Regions from separate parts of the Delphinus delphis genome. Here regions 2 and 3 are each linked to region 1. The links are chromatin contacts, called in public Hi-C maps. All regions are on one chromosome and are shown on one strand. The core of a region is the stretch at or near the end of the contact, and the rest is flanking DNA. Distances in the headings are between cores, read along the strand shown. Region 1 holds the start of MAZ (MYC associated zinc finger protein). Region 2 holds the start of ALDOA (aldolase, fructose-bisphosphate A). Region 3 holds the start of TAOK2 (TAO kinase 2).

Evidence for each region. A called contact is a pair of places that touch in the nucleus more often than the background predicts.
Region 2: a Hi-C map of lung shows a contact between it and region 1, with 2.9 times the contacts expected there. The contact joins the promoter of ALDOA here to the promoter of MAZ in region 1. A contact is called at or near these places in 2 of 3 Hi-C or Micro-C datasets (lung and muscle).
Region 3: a Hi-C map of lung shows a contact between it and region 1, with 1.9 times the contacts expected there. The contact joins the promoter of TAOK2 here to the promoter of MAZ in region 1. A contact is called at or near these places in 2 of 3 Hi-C or Micro-C datasets (lung and muscle).

What each region holds. Positions count from the first base shown.
Region 1 is chr15:71,937,049-71,940,234 of mDelDel1.2, reverse strand. It overlaps MAZ (MYC associated zinc finger protein), which reads left to right and starts at 1,594. Exons shown (of 5, transcript XM_060032063.1): 1 at 1,594-1,977; 2 at 2,061-2,917. The coding sequence starts at 1,786. KIF22 (kinesin family member 22) reads left to right here. Exons shown (of 14, transcript XM_060033109.1): 12 at 1-67; 13 at 161-220; 14 at 311-543. The coding sequence ends at 358.
Region 2 is chr15:71,734,408-71,737,593 of mDelDel1.2, reverse strand. ALDOA (aldolase, fructose-bisphosphate A) reads left to right here and starts at 1,595. Exons shown (of 9, transcript XM_060032035.1): 1 at 1,595-1,672. LOC132438129 reads left to right here. Exons shown (of 7, transcript XM_060032036.1): 5 at 619-980; 6 at 1,299-1,381; 7 at 2,708-2,769. The coding sequence ends at 732.
Region 3 is chr15:71,807,748-71,810,933 of mDelDel1.2, reverse strand. It overlaps TAOK2 (TAO kinase 2), which reads left to right and starts at 1,479. Exons shown (of 19, transcript XM_060032040.1): 1 at 1,479-2,029. It overlaps TMEM219 (transmembrane protein 219), which reads left to right. Exons shown (of 6, transcript XM_060032055.1): 6 at 441-540. It overlaps LOC132437687, which reads left to right and starts at 1,013. Exons shown (of 5, transcript XM_060031014.2): 1 at 1,013-1,108; 2 at 1,205-1,597; 3 at 1,599-1,676; 4 at 1,679-1,751; 5 at 1,754-2,016. The coding sequence starts at 1,013. The coding sequence ends at 2,016.

The DNA of each region.
Region 1 (3,186 bases), core at 345-2,844:
GCGCATTGGGCAAAAGAAGGCTCAGCTCATCGTGGGCTGGAGAGAGCTCCACGGGCCCTTCAGCCAGGTAATGGCCCAGGGAGGACAGCCCCGGAATGGAGTTGGGTGGGGGGAGCCTGGCATTCCCTAGACCCCTTCCCCATCGCTGCTGTCCTGCCAGGTGGAGGACCTGGAACGCGTCGAGGGCATATCCGGGAAACAGATGGAGTCGTTCCTGAAGGTGAGCTCACGAGACTCGGGCCCCCTCCTCCCTCTAGCCTGTGCCCTGCCCGGCCCTAACGCCGGTCTCCCTTTCCCTCCTGTGTTGCAGGCGAACATCCTGGGTCTTGCCGCGGGCCAGCGCTGTGGGCCCTCCTGACTGCCGGCTGTCCTCCTCCCTCTGCCTTTTTTTTTTTCTTTTTAAATCCTAGTGTAATTGCTTGTCCTGTAAATACAGTTTTCACTCCGTTGCTTCAGCCTGATTCTTGGGACTGCGAGGGCGGGGCCGGGGTATAATTGCTTTTGGGATGGGCCACAAGCTTTACGGGTTAACTTCTTTGGGCGCCATCTTTGGGAAAACACGAAGCAGCGCAGGATTGTAAATAAACCGCTGGAGTGGGAGGGGGAAGGGACGGTGGCCGAGAGGACACAAAAAGGTACCGCGAGAGTCCGAGGACGACAACCGTTAGGCGGGCGCGCGCTTAGAGTTTAGCCCCGCCCCATCCGTACCCCCGGCGCGCGCTCCCCTACTCTCCCGCTCGGCAACGACAGCGAGCTTGTGCGCGTGCGCGCGAAATAACGGCCGCTGGTGGAGGGAGGCGGGGGGTGGAATCTTTGAGGGGGGAAAGAGAAGCCGCCCCGTCTCCCGCGCGCCCACCACCTGCGCCATCGTCAGCCAATCAGCGGCCGCCTCAGGGGTCTCGCGCTTAGGGCGACTCCAGCTGCTGGGTGGCTCCCCCGTCCCTCCTCCCTCCAGAGTCCCTCTCGTACCTCCCCCCTCCCGCTGGCCTCGCGCGCGCTCGCGCTCGCGCCCGCTCCAGCCTCTTGTGTGTCCTCGCGCCCCCCGCCCTCCCTCCCTCCCCGCGCGCAGTGTGCTCCGCTCCCCCCCACCCTCCTCCTCCTCCTCCTCCTCCTCCCCCCCTCCCGCCCGCCCCGCGCGCCTCCTCCCCGGGTTCCCCCTCCCCCACTGCCGCCTCCTCCTCCTCCTCCCGCCCCAGGGTGAGCGCGAGCCACCTCCCTCCCTCCCTCCGCCATGGATCCAGGCAACTGGAGCAGCTTCATCTTCCAGGTAACAACCCCCTCCCCCGCCCCACCCCCCCTTCCCACACCCCCTCCCGCCCGCCCTCCCTCCCGTCCCACCCCCCCTCCGCGCGCCCGGTGCGCGCGCAGCTGTCCCCCTCCCTCCCTCGCGCCCTCCCCCGCCCTCCCCGAGGCGCCGGCTGGGCGCGCGCGCGGCGGGGGCCGAGGCTGCTCCCTCGCTCCCCCCACCCCGCCCCGCCAGGCTCCAACCGCCGCCGCCGCCGCCGCCGCCCGGGCCCCCGCCCCCGGCCCCCGGCCCCGCGGGGCCTCCCGCCCCCACCCAGGGGGCGTCGCCGCCGCCGTCTCCGCCGCGCTCCGCGGCCCGCCAGGCGCCCTCCTTCCCTCCCTCCCGCCGGCCGGGGTGCGCGGGCGGCGGGGCGGCCCGCGGGCCATGCGTTCGGCGCGGCCCAGCCCGGCCGGCCGGGGGCGGTGCCCCGAGCCCGGGCCCCGCGCGGCCCGCGCCCCCGGCCCCCGCTGAGCCCCGGGGGCCCCGCCGTGGCCGAGGCCATGTTCCCCGTGTTCCCTTGCACGCTGCTGGCCCCCCCCTTCCCCGTGCTGGGCCTGGACTCCCGGGGGGTGGGCGGCCTCATGAACTCCTTCCCGCCACCTCAGGGTCACGCCCAGAACCCCCTGCAGGTCGGGGCTGAGCTCCAGTCCCGCTTCTTTGCCTCCCAGGGCTGCGCCCAGAGTCCATTCCAGGTGAGTAGGGGCCGGCCGTGGCGGGCCGGGCTGGGAGGGCGCCGACCCGCGGCCGCGGCCCACACGGCGCCTTGTTTTCGCAGGCCGCGCCGGCGCCCCCACCCACGCCCCAGGCCCCGGCGGCCGAGCCCCTCCAGGTGGACTTGCTCCCGGTTCTTGCCGCCGCCCAGGAGTCCGCCGCCGCCGCAGCCGCGGCCGCCGCCGCTGCCGCCGCCGCCGCCGTTGCTGCTGCGCCCCCGGCCCCGGCCACCGCCTCCACTGTGGACACAGCGGCTCTGAAGCAGCCCCCGGCGCCCCCTCCGCCGCCCCCTCCGGTGTCGGCGCCCGCCGCTGAGGCCGCGCCCCCTGTCTCTGCCGCCACCATCGCCGCAGCCGCGGCCACCGCCGTCGTTGCCCCAACCTCGACGGTCGCCGTGGCCCCGGTCGCATCTGCCTTGGAGAAGAAGACAAAGAGCAAGGGGCCCTACATCTGTGCCCTGTGCGCCAAGGAGTTCAAGAACGGCTACAACCTCCGGAGGCACGAGGCCATCCACACGGGAGCCAAAGCCGGCCGGGTCCCTTCGGGTGCTATGAAGATGCCCACCATGGTGCCCCTGAGCCTCCTGAGCGTGCCCCAGCTGAGCGGAGCCGGCGGGGGAGGGGGAGAAGCGGGTGCCGGCGGCGGAGCGGCCGCAGTGGCCGCCGGTGGCGTGGTGACCACGACCGCCTCGGGAAAGCGCATCCGGAAGAACCACGCCTGCGAGATGTGCGGCAAGGCTTTCCGCGACGTCTACCACCTGAACCGACACAAGCTGTCGCACTCGGACGAGAAGCCCTACCAGTGCCCGGTGTGCCAGCAGCGCTTCAAGCGCAAGGACCGCATGAGCTACCACGTGCGCTCACATGACGGCGCTGTGCACAAGCCCTACAACTGCTCCCACTGTGGCAAGAGCTTCTCCCGGTGTGCACGGGGCTTCGGCCGCCCACTAGGCGGGTGGGGAGGGAGGGACGGTCGGCGATGGAGGTGGCCTGGCCTTGGCTGGTGGGGAGGGAGGGAGGGAGGTTTCTGAGAATGGGGACAGGGAGCCACTCCCAGGGAGGAGGGCGGACAGCCTCTCCTGGTTACCAGGGAGCAGGGGGTGGTGCTTAGCAAAGGAGGTGGGTTCTTGGGTTGTAGGACAGCCTCAAGTGGGAGGAGGCCGAGGCAGCCCTGCACCAGAAGAGGGATTT
Region 2 (3,186 bases), core at 346-2,845, 200 kb after region 1:
AAATAAAAGAGATGTAACTCCTTTTAAACATTAAAAAATTAAATCTGCAAATTACCATTTTTAAGGAAAACTAGATTTTAAAAATCATTCATGAACATAGTCTGTGCCTGGCACAGAGTAGGTGCTCAGAAATAGAAGATGAATGAGATCCAGCTTCGTCTCAGGCCAAGGAAGAAATCCACAAAACCAACAAGTTGTTTTCATCATAGGCAGTGTGTGTGTGCTTTCCCAGTCTAACGACTTTGAATTGCGTGTTATAAGAGAAACATCTCTGAGCTGAACATTGTGACCTAAGGGTGGGTCCAGGGCCAGCTGTCTTCTGGTCCTCAGTCTCCTCATCCATAAGATGGGAAGAAAGAAAGGACCCCCCACCGCCCACCGAATGATTTCTTCCAGCTCCTGAACCCAGCTGTTAGGAACATTGCCTCCTTGCTGATTTCTCAACAACAGAAAGAATTGACTTGTTCCCAAGAATGGTGAATGGCACCCTCTGATCCACTGGGCAAATGGGACTTTGCAGGCCACTCTGTTCCCTTCTCCCCTGAGAAGGAAACAGCTTCAGGCTCTGGTCCCCCTTCCTCCTGCCCAACTCCCTCACCCCGTTCTCCTCTCCCTCAGGATTGGGCCCCTCGCTGCCCTCGCTGCTGCCCGCTCTGTGACTGTGCCTGTGCGTGCCAGCTTCCTGACTGCCAGAGCCTCAACTGTCTCTGCTTTGAGATCAAGCTCCGATGACAAGACGCAGGGTCCCTGCCCTTTGGGGAGCGGCCAGCTCCCAGGGCCCACAGGCCCTGTACCCTGAGGGGCCTCAGGACACTTTTCTCCAGGCTATTGGAACCACAAATGGACTACCCAGCTCACCAGCCTGGCAACCAGCAGTGGAGAGCCTGCCTCCCTGCAGAGTGGGACTCAAGGAGCCCTCCGCCAGCTGCATGGCGGCCCCTTTGGAGGGCCAGAAGAGAGAGTGGCTGGTGCTCTGCCAGGTGCCCCTGCCCTCCTCTCCCCCTCCGCAAGTAAATGATCGTATTTGAAGGTGAGGGTGGGGGACACTGCTCACCACAGTGAGCATTATGGGACAAACTTGGGCCTTGAATATCAGGGTGTAGGGGTACCCCAGGCACACCCTGTCCATGGACTCTTGGTTATTCTCAGGTGTGAGTGTAGTGCCTGCATCTGCTCTCCCTCTAAAGAAACAGGCTCCGGAGAATCACAGCAGCCAGCGAGAGGACCGGAGTCAGGGGAGCAGAGGAGACAGCGAAGGCCACGGATCTGAGTCCCCTACCCTCCTTTCCTCCGCGCAGATCCCTGTCCAAAGATTTCTCCTGACAACCTTTTGAGGGCATCAGTCTGGATTTCCAAGGAAGAAATTTCCTCTGAAGTACTGGTGAGTGGACAGGGGACCCTCCCCCCACCCCCAAAGAGGCAGGCCCACAGCTTCCTCCCCATCCTTCACTTTAGGCCCCCAGCTGGCATGAATGTCAGGAGCTTCAGGTTTCCCTAAATATAGATCCCCTGCCAGGGGATCTGTGGTGAGGAAAGGGCAAGGGTCACCGGAGAAGGTCGGGGACATTGGTTGGGGGTAGGGCAGGAGCTGCCTTATAACCCAGCCCGGGTGTGGCCTGACTCACTCGCTGCTGACCAGGCTCTGCCCGCTCCTTCGGCCTCCTCCTCGCAGGTGGGCGCCAGCAGGACGGAGCGGGGGTGGGGCTGGGCTGAAGGCGTCGGGATTAAGAGGGGAGACCTGGCGGGTAGGATGGGGAGGCTAGAAAAATATCTGGGAGGCTGACAGCGGGCGGACGGATTTTATTTTGGAGAAGGAAGTCAGTGCCAGGGAGAAGTTTCGCAGGGACTCTGGCCCCGCATCCCCAGACTTGCTTGGGCAGAGCAGTAGCCGGCGGGTTTCCGCTGGGTCTGGCTTTCGGGGGGCGGCCCGGGCGGCAGGAGCCAGACCCGCCGGAATGGGGCGCAGATGTCTCCCCGCGGGACACCCGGAACCGCTGCCGCCTCGCCTCCGCCCCTTGCCAACCCCTGCCGTCTCCTCGCGCTCCCCGTGCGTGCCCTCGCCGCCCTCTCTTCCGCCGGGGCTCGCAGTCGCTTGACCTCTGGATTCGGTTACAACGCGACGCACGCTGCCTCAGCGCAGCCGGAAGCTGGGGCTGCCCCGGGCCGCTGGACTGGGCCCCTGGCGGGGGAAGCTGAGCCTCAGTCTTCTCGGGCTGTGCCACCCGCTTTTCTCCGACCCAACCCCCACCGCATCCCCATCTCTGCCGGTGCCCCAAATCGGCTGAGTCACAGCGCCCCAAAGCACGCCAAGCGGGGGGGGGGTGGGGGGAGGAGAAGGGAGAGGGAGGGGAGGGCCCCCGCGACCCGCGGGATGTGGCCCGAGTCACGTCCGAGGGGGACGGGGTGGGGGAAAGGATCGTGTTCTCGCCGCACTGTCCTCGCCCAAGCGCCGCCTCCGGGCTTCGCCTTTCGGGGGGCGGTCTCTCGCACAGTCCCTCGCCTGCAATTGGACGCCGGGGCGCCTCCGGCCCCCTGCAAAGGGAAAATCTCCGCGGAGGGTGGAGCGGTGCCTTTATAAGGCGCGGCACCACCTCCTTCCCGCCCGCCCCCGCGCGCCCCCCCCTCGGGAGCTGAGTAGGCTGCGTTCCCCTTGGAACGCGCCTCAGAACCAGAGTCCCGGTGACGACTGCCGTGTTCGTTCCCTCAGTCCACTCGCCAGCCCGCGGCTCTCCACCGCTGCACCCCGCCAGTCCGCCCCTCTCCTGTGCCAGGTGAGCGCCCCTCGCCACGTGCGAAGGTCAGGGAGAGGGTCGTGGGGAAGGATCCGGGATGTAGTGGCGGGTCGGGCGTCCGCGCGGAGCCCCCCCACCCGGGCCCAGCATCTCCCCTCTCCACCACCACCCACACCTGTGCTCCTAGCCCAGACTCCCCAACTCTTCCAGCTTGAGCTCCCGCGGTTTGCTGCGCAGTCCAAGGGCCGCTCCGCGCTGAGTCACGGCAGGGAGGAAGGAAGCAGGGCGAGATGAAGTACCATTTCCCCCTCCCCTTTTCTTGTTAGGACTCTTGGTGCAAGTATTATGGCCCCTTTGCCTCTGCAGGGATCCTAGGAGGCCCCGAGGGGTGGGGGCCAGCTCATATACTGCCTCAGGGTTCCCGAAAGCGGGTGGTTGGTCCCTGTCCTGGGAG
Region 3 (3,186 bases), core at 230-2,729, 130 kb after region 1:
ATATAATTCGAGAGTCATATATTGTGCACCCAGCTCTTAAACTGTTCTCAGCTTCACCTGGCTGCTGTGCCCTAGGAAATAACTGTGGGGGAAGAGGAAACAGCTCAGACCCAGGGAAGGTGCTGACCAGAGGAGCTGGACCCTCAAGATCAACTTTGCTTATATTGCTTAGGGCTAGGCCTGACTGCTCCAACCACCTACTTGGGTTGGGAAAAGGTGGAACCCTCTTAGCCTTTCTTAGATCTGAGCAGACTGGGAAAGGAAGACTTTCTGGCTCCTGGCAGATCCTGGGATCCTGAGGCCATCTCAGTTGGAATAAGTGCCTGTACCTATCTCTAGTTGTCACTTCCTCTGCTCCTTCCCCAATTTCTGCAGCCATACCAGAGCTTCCTCCAAAGGCCCTCTGACCTGCCCTGTTTTTTTATTTTGTTTCTCTCCAGGTGTGAATCAACTTCTTGGGCCTTGATTCTGAGTTGGAAGAGATATTACAAAAGTGAAGAGCTGGAATGTGGGGGAAATAAAAGGTTTTTTTGCCCAGTGTTTCCCAGGGTGTTTATTGGGGATTGGATTGAGGTGGGAATTTTAAGGTAGAGAGTCTCGGGAGGTTTAGGGGATTTTTCCTTGTTGACTCTTCAGTTTGGGTTGGTATAGGGCATAAGGTTACTGCAGCTCTTGGGTATGGTCATGGAAATGCTTTGACATAAATGCATTGTGACCTTGTGCAGGTCATGCTGCTGTGAAGGGCCTCAGTCTCCTGAAGGGATATGACAGATTGAGTTTTCTCAGCAAAGATTCCTCGAACTTGGGAGCCCACGACCAGGCTGGATAGTTACTAACCAGGACAGTCCGTTTTCCCGCCTTTTCCGCGCCCAGCAGCAGTCTTCCCTTACCCCTCCCAACCTCTACCCTGCACGCAGGCGCAGATCACGGCTTCTTATTTCCTTCCACCCGCGCCCCCTCAAAGCTTCCCCTAGCAACAAGCTCGGGCTCCGCGCTAAGGCGGGGCGAGCGCATGCGCTGCAGCCCTTGCCACCACCAGTTGTCGGACAGCGCGCTGGGCTCCTCCTTCTCCAAGACTAGCCCTGCTCCCCACCTCCTCCCACCCAGGGTCCGCGTGGCGGGGCGCGCGCGCACTCTGGCTGGGTTGCTGCCCAGCTCTCTGGCCGCATCCTTAAGGAGAGAGGGGCGGGGCTGTTTCCTTTAGGGCCCCGCCCCCTTGGCCCGGCGTCCATACCGCGCCTGCGCGCTCCCGCCCGGTCTCCATCTTGGAATTGGGAGGAAGAGGGAGAGGGAGACTGGGACGAGACCGGGGCTGTGGTGCGGAGAGGCTGAGGCTGAGAAGAGGAGAGGGGGAGAGGGCACGGGGACCGCCCTTAGCTACAGTCTTTCAGCTGTCCTCGGGAAAGAGAAGGGGAAAGGGAGGGGGCCGGGGCGGGAGTGGGGGCTGTCACCCTCGGACCCCGGCGTGAGAGGGGCCGTGCGGTCGGACGTCCTCGGGGTAGGCCCCCTGTCGGTGGCCGAAGACCTGGGGCTCAGTCCCCTCGGTCCCGAATTTCCGGGCCTGACCCCACGCTTCTCAAATATCCGGGTCTCAGCCCCTGAGATTCCAGATATCCGGGACTCGGGTCCCAACCTCTCTAAACCTGGGGCTCTGTTTCACAGGGTTTCAAATATCTGGGGTTCAGGACCCTGCGTGCACCAGTATCCGGGGTTCATTCCCCACGAGTTCAAATATCAGATTCGGCCTCCCCCTGTTCAAATATCTGGAGTTAAGACCCCACAATCAGAAATCCGGGACTCAGCAACTGTCGCCCTCGAGGAAAAGGAGGACTGGACCGCGAGGTCAGATCAGGTTGTCACCCCCTCCCCTCCAGGGGAGGCTTCCCGGGCCCGCCCCTTAGGAAGGGCGAAAGCCGAGGAAGAGGTGGCAAGGGGAAAGGTCTCCTTGCCCCTCTCCCTGCTTGGCAGAGCCGCTGGAGGACCCCAGGAGGAGGCGGAGGCGCTGGGGCACCATAGTGACCCCTACCAGGTGAGACACGGGCTGCAGGGGCGCGGGTCCCTGTGTCTAGCTTGAGAAGAGAGGGTGCTGCTTTCTGGGAAGCTGGGCCTGGGTAGGCTCTCTCCTCAGGATGGGGAAGCCTAGCTGGGCCAGTGGTCAGCCTCTGGCTAGCCTTGCCTTCTGCTGCCACCCTCTTCCCCTTCCTTTTCCCTTCATTATGTCTGATTGATGAGGGACCTCAGGTGACAGGGTCTCTGATATCACGGGGGTCACACCCTAAGGTGCTTGAGCTAATCAGATGGATTTGCACCCTTCTGGTTTTCTCCCTGTTCACTTTGCCCCTCACAGCTACCCCTTCATGATTGTAACTCTCTTTCCTCTGGGGTGTTAATTCCCATGCCTCTGGTCCCCATGGTGGGTCTGCTTATCTGTTTTTTAGGCATGGTCTGCTTGGGTTTCTTGTCCTTTCAAGGAAGTGTATATGTGCATTTGTGTTTAGGGGTGCTTGGCAGTATTTCCCCCAACTATTGTTACCTTCCAGCCTCTTGCTGTGATGGTATAAGTAATCTAATTTGTCAAGCGATTTATCATTTACAAAGTGCTCTACATCCATTCTCTCATTCATCTCCCCCCTCATTATCTGGTGAGGGGGCTCTTTTACTGCCTTCTTCCCATTTTACAGTTGAGGCTATTGAGGCCCAGAGAGATTGCCCAAGATCCCACAGCAGCAGAATAGGATTGGAACCCAGGTCCTTGAACAAGTCTTACCTGTGTTCCATACTTGTCTCTTGTCATCTCTTTTCTTCTGTGCCTAGGTTTAGCCATGGGTCCAGAAGAGAATGGATTGGGGTGAGATTTAAGAATGGGAGAGAGAAGAGCTTCCTTTTTAGGAGGCCTATACTCAGAAGCTTTTCCTGATGGGAGGCTCTGGCCCCTGCCTTCTGCCTCATGGATTTTTCTCTCCACTGTGACCTTCATCTTTACCCTCATCCCAGTCTTTGGCCTGGGTTCCTGAGAGGGCCATCTCTTGTGACAAATGATAGTGGTGTCTCTTAACAGTTAAAGCCAAGCTGCCGGGGGGTAGGATGATCCCCAAAGTATTAAAACCTTGTCGTGGCGACTCTGGAGGCAGGGAAGGAAAAATCCATATGCTGAGTGTCTGCATAGTGTTCCTAAGTACGAGATCT